Linked DNA regions of Drosophila melanogaster: region 1 is linked to region 2. Evidence: chromatin contacts called from public Hi-C data. All regions are on one chromosome and are shown on one strand. The core of a region is the stretch at or near the end of the contact, and the rest is flanking DNA. Distances in the headings are between cores, read along the strand shown.

Region 1 (4,769 bases), core at 1,261-3,760, 190 kb before region 2:
CACAGAAATTGGTCGACGGAGAATCTGGAGAACCTGTTGTGATCGGAGAGCCACAAATACCCACAGCGCCTTACTACGACCTGCCAGCGGGCCTCATGGTGCCGCTCATTCGTCTGGAGGATTACAACTACAAAGCCCTCGATCCGGCGGACATTCGACTGCCAGCTCCAGCGCCACAAAGCGAGCGATTAACAAATGCATTGAACGCCTTCTATTCCGCACCCTCACACGATCGTCCAAGGGATAAGTAAGTATTTCAATTTGATGTTATTGAGCGTTCCTTATAAATGGGCTTATCTTGCAGTGAGGGTTGGGAGAAGCTTGGTCTCTATGAGTACTATAAGGTGAAGAATGCGGCGCGAAAGCAAAAAGAAGAGGAAATCAAGGACGGCATTCGAGAAAAGTCGCGGTCGCCAAGTCCGATTGTGCTCGAGAAACCCCTACCCAAAAAGAGCAACAAGCGAGTTTATCGGTGAGTGTTGGTTTTCCATCAAAAATTTTCACACAAAAACTAGAAATATTTGCACTTATTTTCTTGCGCAGATCCAAGAGTCGCAGTCGCTCCCGCTCAAAAACGCCGCCCCATCGAGATAGATCGTTGTCTCGCTCCCGATCCCGCTCGCGATCCATGGAGCGCTCTTTAACGCCGCCACCGATGAATCGGAGCAGGTTGGGCGGTGGTAACAACCGCAAGGGTCGCAATCGATCTCCTCGCCACGAACGGGACAACAACAGCGGCAGCACAAATACCAGAGAGGGCCGTGGTGATCGTGGCAATTCCAATAGCCGAGACAATGGCAACAGCACCAACCTAAGACGAGTGGACCGCGACAGATCTCTAACACCTCCGAGCTTTCTGTAAATCATGGCTATAGTACAATTTCATGACAGTCGGACCAATGAGCTATCTTTGTTTTTCCAGGGGAAGCACATTTGCCAAGCCAGCGGATTTCATCGAGGAATCGAACAAGGGCCACCAAATGCTCATGAAAATGGGTTGGGCGGGCACGGGAACTGGACTGGGCTCAAAGAATCAAGGCATCGACACGCCCATTTCGGGAGGCGAGGTGCGCGATCGTCGAGAGATGTACAAGGTGAAGTGGCAAGAGTGCGCAAGAAAGGACAACTTATAATTTTCTATCCACAGGGAGTGGGCGCTAATATGCACGATCCCTTCGAGAGCTTTCGGAAGAACAAAGGAGCTGCCTTCGCGCACCGGATGCGATCGCGAGACGACAAGAGTTAGGATCTGCCAACGGTCATAACTTCCCAGTTTTTTGTTTCCTTTAGCCCAGAAAATATACATTTTTATAAAAGCGAACTGAATTTTTATACAAGATTAGGCTATAACATTAAAGCTGGATTGAGCGGCCTTGGCATTTACTTTTTCCAGGACCTGGACCAGGCCCTTGCCAGGACCGCATTCGAAGGTGCGTGGAAAGTCGACGCCCTGCTTGCGCTCGTACATCTCGTGGAGAGTCTGCTCCCACTTGACGGGCCTCACGATTTGCTTGGGCAGCTGCGTTAGGATGTGCTTGGCATGGCGATAGGGTTTGCCATCCACATTGGAGTACACTCTAATGACGGGGTCCTGAAGTCGCACCGTTTTCAGGGCTTTGGTAAATGGCTCCACGGCGCTTTGCATTAGAGGAGTGTGAAAGGCGCCACTGACAGCCAATCTCTTCATCCGCCGGATTTTGAAGGACTTGGCATTTTGTTCCAGGAACTCCAGGGCCTCTACGTTGCCGGCCACTACCTTGCAGTGCGGATACATGTAGTTGGCGATGCCACAGTAGGGCGACTCCACTCCTTTGTCCAGACACCATTGCTGCGCACGAGCGCAGGCCTCTCCCAGATTGGTATCCGGTCCGTAGAGAGTCATCGCCATGGCTCCGGCTGCCTGGTCACATGCCGCCTGCATGGCGGTGGCCCGCACCTGCACCAATCGCAATGCCTTGTCGAAAGGCAGGGCATCCGCGTACACCAATGCGGTAATCTCGCCCAAACTAAAGCCTGCGGCAGCTACACACGTTTCAATGGCCTTGGGTCGCTCCTCACGCAACTGCTCCAGTGCTGCCAGCGAGGATACCATCACAGCCAGCTGAGCGTGCTCCGTGCGATTCAGTTTCTCACGTGGTCCCTCCAGGCAGATCTTGAGCAGATCGTATTTCAGCACCTCGTTGGCCAGCTCGAAGATGCGACGGGCGCCCGGGAACCGGAGCAGGTCTTTGGCCATGCCCACGTACTGGGTGCCCTGACCGGGAAAGAGCATCACACTTGTTTCCTTGGGATCGATGGCGGGCCGGCCTTTCTGTTCCAGCGGCTCAGAAAGCTCGTTGAGCAGTTGCTGCCGCTTCTCCGCGTTCTGCAAAAGGGCGGAGGTTTCTGTTGTGGCCTTCGCGGCATCGCTGCTCCAGCGGGACCAGCTTAGGGCACCGGTAATCCGCGGTGATCGTAGTAATCTGCGGGCGGCCAACATTTTTGTTGAAGGAGTTCGCGGCATAACATAACAGCTGATTGGAGCAGAGAAAAGTAGATCATATCGATAACTGTAATGCGGCCATCGATAGCTTTAGTACTTCGATGATTTTAGTACAATTGTATTTTGAATTTTGGCGGCTTATGCTCAAAAACAATATGATCTTAAGAAATGGAAAACATTCAGTGCATTGTGATAATCGACACTTTATTGTAAATCTTAATTATTAAAGTCAACATGCTATATACGCTATTAAGTGGTTCAAGTATTTACTATTAACTTTAAATAAATCCAATGGCCAATTGGAATTGGTAAAAAGATCAAAATTCCCAGGTATTTTATTTCCCCAGACATCTTAGTCATGGTCTGCGGTCTTTTTCCACTATTTATAGCCAAACTTGATTTATGTTGCTAGGCTCTTATTTAGTCGTTGATGGTCATGACGAAATAATGTTGGTTGTTTATTCATGAGTCACTGACTACATAGAAACTGAGCCAAGTTTTTAGTTGAGTACAGAGTAACAAAGTTACTGTGCTTAGTAACATTTCATTTAAGATACTATTTTAAAATATTAATAATTTTTTTTTTTTTTGGTGTAGCCTTTTATTTATTATTTAAAATCTGTCCTAGTGGACAATAATTAAATTTTATGGAGGGAAACATTAACGTAAGGGGAGTACATCGAGTGTACTTGGGTAGGGGAATATTAATAATGACAATATTTTTCTGAAGAAAATTTGGAAGCTAAGTTACGACTTTTCGTTTCATTTGCATTGTATTCTATAATTTACGTTTTCTAAAGTCAGACCTTAAATATCTATGAAAATTTAAAGAAATAATAGCTCTTTATATGTTTAAATTCAAAGACATAAGATTAAAACCCTGCCAAGACAAAAGAGTATTTTTTGGCCATGTGCTATTCGGAACCCCCGAAATAAGAGTTTCTAATTTGAAATGCGATCCCAGCAAGGCAATCGCAGAGTTTTTTGAACCCAGGGCAAAAGAATAACCCTCCGGCAGGCCGAAAGAATTGGCTGCGGAAGATGATGAGGATAGGGAAGGATGGGGATGGTGATTGGGATGGCAAAGGTGAACGACAAAGCCGCCGGCAAAGTCAGACACCGGAGATGACGTGACGCACCACTTTCGCCCTCAGTTCAAGGAACACATCTCGGGCATCAAAACAAAAACACTAGCTCACACGCTCTGCCAGCGGTCCTGCCAGTGTCCCTTGTCCATCCGCCCATGGTCCGATGCGATCTTCCCAGAAGACGGAGCGACATTCCCAGCTCTTTTCTTGTTGCCAAGGAAAGGACCCACCAGATATGTGTACCAATGCTCGTCTAGACTGCACGAATATCAGATCGTCGATGGACCGGCGATTCTATTAGAAGCAGAACCTGTTTGCGGTTCATACTCCGTTGGGTTCTGTTGTATTTCGGCTGTTTTTTTTTTCTTTTCTTTCTGCCCAATTTTTTTTGTTTTTTTTTTCTTTGATAATGAGTCGTGAATTTGATGCCCAGGTAGGGGCATTCGACGGAGATCGTTGACATGGCGCAAGTGGCGCGATTCTTTAGATCAGGTTGTGAAATTGTATTTATGAATGAGAGTGCCCGTGGCGAACCAATTAATGCCGCATACCAGCAAGAGTTCCACCGAACCACAACGGCCAGCGCACACATTCCGAACCCAAGTCGGTGTTCCCAGAACGTGCCCGTTACCGTTATGCGTTGCCGATCGGATCGACGAGCGCGAGAATGCACATTCCGAAGGATACGTGCGAAATGCGGGAGAAAATGCAACTGCGCAGCAGCATTGCGCATACGCCACGAGGGCCGGCTAACATTTCCGCATGCGGGAATGCAACGAAAGCGAAAAGCAAGTGGCAAAAAAAAAGAAAACAGCATAACCAAAACGAATGTGGAAACGAAACCGAAACCAAATCCGAACCGAATCGGAATCGGAATCAGAAACGTAACAATCTGAACCCATAAAAAGTCGGCCGAAAGTGTGCATTGACCGAGAGAGCGGCTAAAAATATCCGAAAAAGAACGTAACACAAACGATCTGATAAAATAAGAACGCACGATGATGACGCCCGATCCAGAACAACCGTTAAGTGCTCCACCCCAAATGATGCTGCAACAGGGTGAGCGAAAGAGAGGGCGAGCCCGATACCGAAAGAGACAGAGGCAGAGCCGAACAGAAACGACAGTGAAAGTTCTACACTTTCGCTTTTTCACAGAACCCTGCTATCATACGAAAAGCAGCAATCGTAGAGATAGAAAC
Region 2 (4,874 bases), core at 2,238-4,737:
TGCACAGCTGGCAGACCAGGCGGCTGTGAAAGGAGCACTTGTTGCACTGCTGCACGTAAATTTCCTGCTTTGATCCGCACTAGAAAATTGAAAGGACTTGTTTAGTATGTTCTAGTTGAAGTAGTTCAATTACCTACCCCAAAACAAATGGCATTGGGACAGCGGGGCTCGGCATGACCCATGGTTCCGCAAATGAAACAAACAAGTGGCTTGCGGGGACGCGGGCACTTTGATCGAACGTGTCCCATCTCAAAGCAGTTGGAGCACTTAGCATGGGAGCGGGGTCGTGCTACCGGACATCTATCCGCGGTGTTGATCCTCCACTCGTGGCGATGCCCTGCAATTACAGTAGGTTAATAGCTGCATTCGCTTATTACTAACTACTAAAGGTAACATCACCTGTCATCATTCTTTGGACCTTGTGAACAGAGAAGTTTTCCCCATTCCAACTGTCATTGTAGAAGCTGCGCATCTCTTCGTTCCAGCCAATGAGGTCTCCGCTTTTGGGCAGACTTTCGTCTCTTAGCTCTTGCAAATTGTGCTCCACGTGTACGTGCTGCTCTTCGTTTGTCACGTCTCTGTCGTTCTTATCTGGATTCGTCTCCTCAAGATCGTTAGAAGCATCAATATCCTCGTCGGAACGCACAGTGGTGTCTGCACTTTTGTCTCGCGAGTCTTCTTCATCGGATATATATCCACTCGCATTCACTTGTTCCTCGTCCTCTTCCATTTTTTTGGCTTTGGCATCAAGACGCTCGAAGACTGCAGCTAATCGATCTGTCATAGCATCGCGAAACTCCGCCTCTGCATGGGAATCTTCATCGGATCCGATAGAAATGGCATCGTCATCGCCATCGCCTTTTTGTACCTGCACCTTTCCTTGTCCTTGCTGTTGATTAAGAAGTCGCTCGGCTATATCTCTGGCACTTGGTAACTCATCCTCAGACGCAGATTCTGAGCTAGCATGATGGACTGCAGCAACTTTCGGTTTTTGGATACGTGTAGCCGCCTTCTTCGAATTGTCATCAGAGCTATGTCTGGTACTGATTCTACGGATTTTGCGCTTACAACGCTCCACTGCCATACCACGTGCTATGCCAGGAACTCCAGTAGCATGAACGCCATCATCGCTGTCTGAATCATCCAACCCATCGTCGTTGTTTGGATCAGATTGGCTGTGATTGTTTGTTGAACAGGAGCGTTTGCGCAGACGCTTCGTCTTTTGGACACTAGGCTCCACTACCTCCTCGACGGAAGAGCTGCCCGATGATGAGTCTACGTTGCGTATGATCGTTGGCGTGGTCTTGCTCTTGGCTTTTGAGTAAATGCCACTTTCCGTGAGGTCAGACTCACTTTCGTAGACGTCTAAAGCTCTGAATTGCTGATCGTCGACGCGATAGTTTTTCTTAATTTCCTCCAGTCGTGAAGGAGGAACAAATTCATATTCCGACGAGGTATCAGCCGCATGATCATGTTCTTGTTCCTCAGATGCATTTTCCACAACTTCCTTATCTTTTGGTTCCTCGCCAATAGCTTCTCTTATAGCCGTCTCGGTTAGTACCAGCAGATCTTCATCATTGGCGTTCTCACATTCTGTCAACAAGCGAGTGGTATCCTTCTGCACTATGAAGTCATCACTGGACATGACGGAACAGCTCGGTGAATGCATGGGTGGTGTGGTACTGCTAGCAACAACACTCGTCCCCTCTGGTTCAGTAATACAAGACAATCCCATTTTCACGTCTGTGGCGTCCATTGCATTCTCTTCGTGAAACAATTGAGATGAGGTGCAGGTCTGCTCGCCGTCACTCGTGTCCAATTCGATGATAGGAGCTGGCGGAAGTGGTACATGAACCACATCATCGTCATCGGAAGATTCGCTTGTTTCTGCCAGGTTGACAAACTCCACCGGCGGAGACTGCTGCTTTCGCTGTTTTTTATTTAACTGAGCCTGCTTGGATTTCTGTTTCTTATCTGCCAGACGCTGAATCTGCTCCAACTTGCGGTTGGCTTTGCCAAACGGTCCAGGTCCTGATTGCTGCTGCTGTTTGTTATGTTGCAGCGACTGCTGTTGCTTTTTCTGCTGCTGTTTGTTTTGCTGCTGCTGTTGCTTGTTTTGTTGTGGCTTATTCTGCTTCTTGGGCGGGCAGTTCGGTGGGATGGCGACTAGAAGTCTCTGGTCAAAACGCTCCGCCTCGTAGGCTTCGTGATTCACTTTGGTGGATGCGTTTGGCTGCGGTTTTGGTTTTTGTACTACTGGCGCCGACTTCTTTTGCTGATTTTGGTGCTGCTTGGATTGTTGATTTTGTTGCTTAAGACTCTGCTGCTGTTTCTGTTGTGAATTTTTTTGCTCCTGAGGCTTTGCCTGTTGATTTTGCAATTGTTTTGCATGAATATTTTGCTGTTGCTTGGCCTGTGGGATTTGCTGATGTTTCGGGGGCTGGCTAGCAGTTTTCGGTTGATTGGACGTTCCCTTTTCGGGCGACAGCAATAGACTCTTGTCTTGCGGCATATCGACATCCATCGATTGTGATGAGGAACTTTCTTCAACAGCTAAGAGACAAGAACCATAAATTAAAATGTGATTCTTATATTTATTTGTATAGGCGATATGAATAAATGTGAATAGCAAATTAGCAGAAATTCTTAAGAATAAACCAAATCTTTTGATACAACCCAACATTTTCATTGACAAATTAAAAATGCAGTTTCTGAACTATAGCACCAATTTTAATACCAAAGTGGGTTAAGCATTTGACTAAGACGGGAATTGGACATGTCTTCCCCCTCGACGTCGTTCAGCCTGTAGCCTTGAAGTGTCAGATCCGACAACTGCGATTCGCTTATGTGGAAGAGGACAAACGCCTCTGCCAGCACATCGGATCGATTGGGCCACAGTAGGACTCGCACCGCTGTGCGAAACTCATCGATTGCCTCCTTGATCAGCTGCTGCGCCTCGAACAGATTGGCGAGTGGCGTCATCATTCTTTCGCCCAACTCAGACTGCTTAGCCTGCACTTTGAGAGCCTGCTCTAGTTGCCTGACCAGCCGCATGAAGACGAATCTGCGGTAACGATCTTCAAAATACTGTCGCGGCATATCAAACCGACTCATTTTCCGCTGAACCAAGGCAGAGAAGATAAAGCCATCCACACACGAGCCCAGCACACTAACGCTGGCCATCAATACGACTGCAGATAGCATGTACTCCACTAGTCGTTGGTCCAGTTCCTCGCACCAAAAAAACAGATCTCGGCCATGCCGCGCCAGTTGGTAATGGAGCAGGCAAACAATGCAGACAAGGTCGAGAGTGGCCAGGGCCAAGGTGCAATGGTTGAAATGGCCCATCCGCCTTTCGAGCACCTGCAGACCGCACCTGCCCAGGCCCAGAAAGCGACTGAGGAAGCAGGTCATCATTGGAAGGTTATGGAGAATTTTGAAAGCACGCCAACGAAATAGTTTTGAAAAGGATGAAAGCAGCCTAATGCCCAAAAGCTGGGCTGATCCCCACTGATGGAAGTAGGAAATGTTCTTGACTACTATGAAATGGGGCGGAACTAAAAGACTACAAATGAACTAGCTAAGAATACCTAAGATTATGAATCACGTTTAATTTTTTTTGTTTTGAGTTTTAAACAGTTATAGCTACAAATCGACCGATTAAATATGATTATATTTACTATGATTTAAATTACCTAATAACTTGTGAGATATTGGATCTTATTGGATCCTACCTTTTTTGGGTACATTTTTGGGTATATTTTTATGCTAGCTTATGGTTTTTATTACTTCATATATACCATTTGCCAATGGTTGCCACTCACCTGGCATTGTTTTGTTTGTGGTGGCCTGCTGTTCCTCCGCCTGCACCACCTGCCCCTCCCCCACAGCTGCCGCACCATCGATCCAGTAGCGTGGTTTCTGCATGCTGTTGTTGATCACTCGTGTTCCGCTGACGAAACGCTGTCCGGGAATGGGATGCTTCTGCTGAGGAGGCGGTGGCATGCTCCTGGCATCCTGGTCGCTGGTTGACTCCTTCGCAGGCTGATCCATGGCAGTGTGCTCTTCGAATCCATCGCTGTAGTGGATCGAGGCATATAGAATTGATTCTAGCTCGTTCAGCCGTTCGCTGTCCATCTCCTCAAGCTGCGGATTGGAATGCATTAGATCGGTAGGAATAACGGGTATTTGGGCCAACACTCACATCACTCATATTGCGCGTCTTTGTTTTCCTTTGCCTTTGATTTATTTTTCCTGCGCATTGATAAAAAGTAATATAATGAAAGAGAGCACGTTGATGGCAGTGGTGGGCAAGCTGGAGAGAGCATGTCAATCGAGGCAGTGATGACACTCTGGCTATCGGAAAATGTTGCTATCGAATAGTAAACTAAAAAATCTGACAACAGTACTTCTACTAGCTGGCAAAAAATAAATAATTTACATCAACGAACGGTTCGAATTTGGTTTAAGTTTTAAAATTAACACTTAATTATTCACTATGGCATTATAAATAAAAATGAATAATTTTCCACTCCGAGTTTTTTATCTCTCAAAATGTTAAATTAAAATTTAAAATTTACAAAAAACCAAAAAAAAAACCAAAAAAACCAAAAAAAACCAAAAAAAAATTTACAAAAAAAAAAAATTTATGATACTTCTCGTTTCGATACGTGTAAACTGGCAGTCAATTGTGGGTGCCTCCGATAACGATAACAAGAGGAGCAACCCTAGCTGCCGGGCCACGTACAATTCGCGTCGAAAAATAACAAGAAGTAATTAAAGCTAAAATTCAATGTAAGAGTGCCGCAAGTGTGTTAAACTAATAGCTTAACCGGATCATCTTATTTCTAGTATGGACGTAATGCAGCGCTACG

The links. Hi-C and Micro-C count contacts between places; a contact is called where the count stands out from the background.
Region 1: a Hi-C map of the Kc167 cell line shows a contact between it and region 2, with 2.4 times the contacts expected there. A contact is called at or near these places in 33 of 107 Hi-C or Micro-C datasets (the Clone 8 cell line, the D17-c3 cell line, the Kc167 cell line and 13 more) and 1 of 7 datasets of targeted methods (the Kc167 cell line).

The regions. Positions count from the first base shown.
Region 1 is chr3L:17,033,409-17,038,177 of dm6, reverse strand. It overlaps beg (bad egg), which reads right to left and starts at 2,510. Exons shown (of 1, transcript NM_140693.3): 1 at 1,313-2,510. The coding sequence starts at 2,479. The coding sequence ends at 1,340. It overlaps scaf6 (SR-related CTD associated factor 6), which reads left to right. Exons shown (of 12, transcript NM_001038939.2): 8 at 1-247; 9 at 305-472; 10 at 544-858; 11 at 923-1,094; 12 at 1,148-1,319. lncRNA:CR43250 (long non-coding RNA:CR43250) reads left to right here and starts at 4,502. Exons shown (of 2, transcript NR_124964.1): 1 at 4,502-4,769.
Region 2 is chr3L:16,844,840-16,849,713 of dm6, reverse strand. CG32161 reads right to left here and starts at 3,487. Exons shown (of 1, transcript NM_168688.2): 1 at 2,714-3,487. The coding sequence starts at 3,417. The coding sequence ends at 2,731. It overlaps kud (kuduk), which reads left to right and starts at 4,723. Exons shown (of 2, transcript NM_140668.3): 1 at 4,723-4,794; 2 at 4,852-4,874. The coding sequence starts at 4,853. Zcchc7 (Zinc finger CCHC-type containing 7) reads right to left here and starts at 4,328. Exons shown (of 6, transcript NM_140669.4): 1 at 4,205-4,328; 2 at 3,825-4,146; 3 at 400-2,553; 4 at 138-337; 5 at 1-79. The coding sequence starts at 4,213.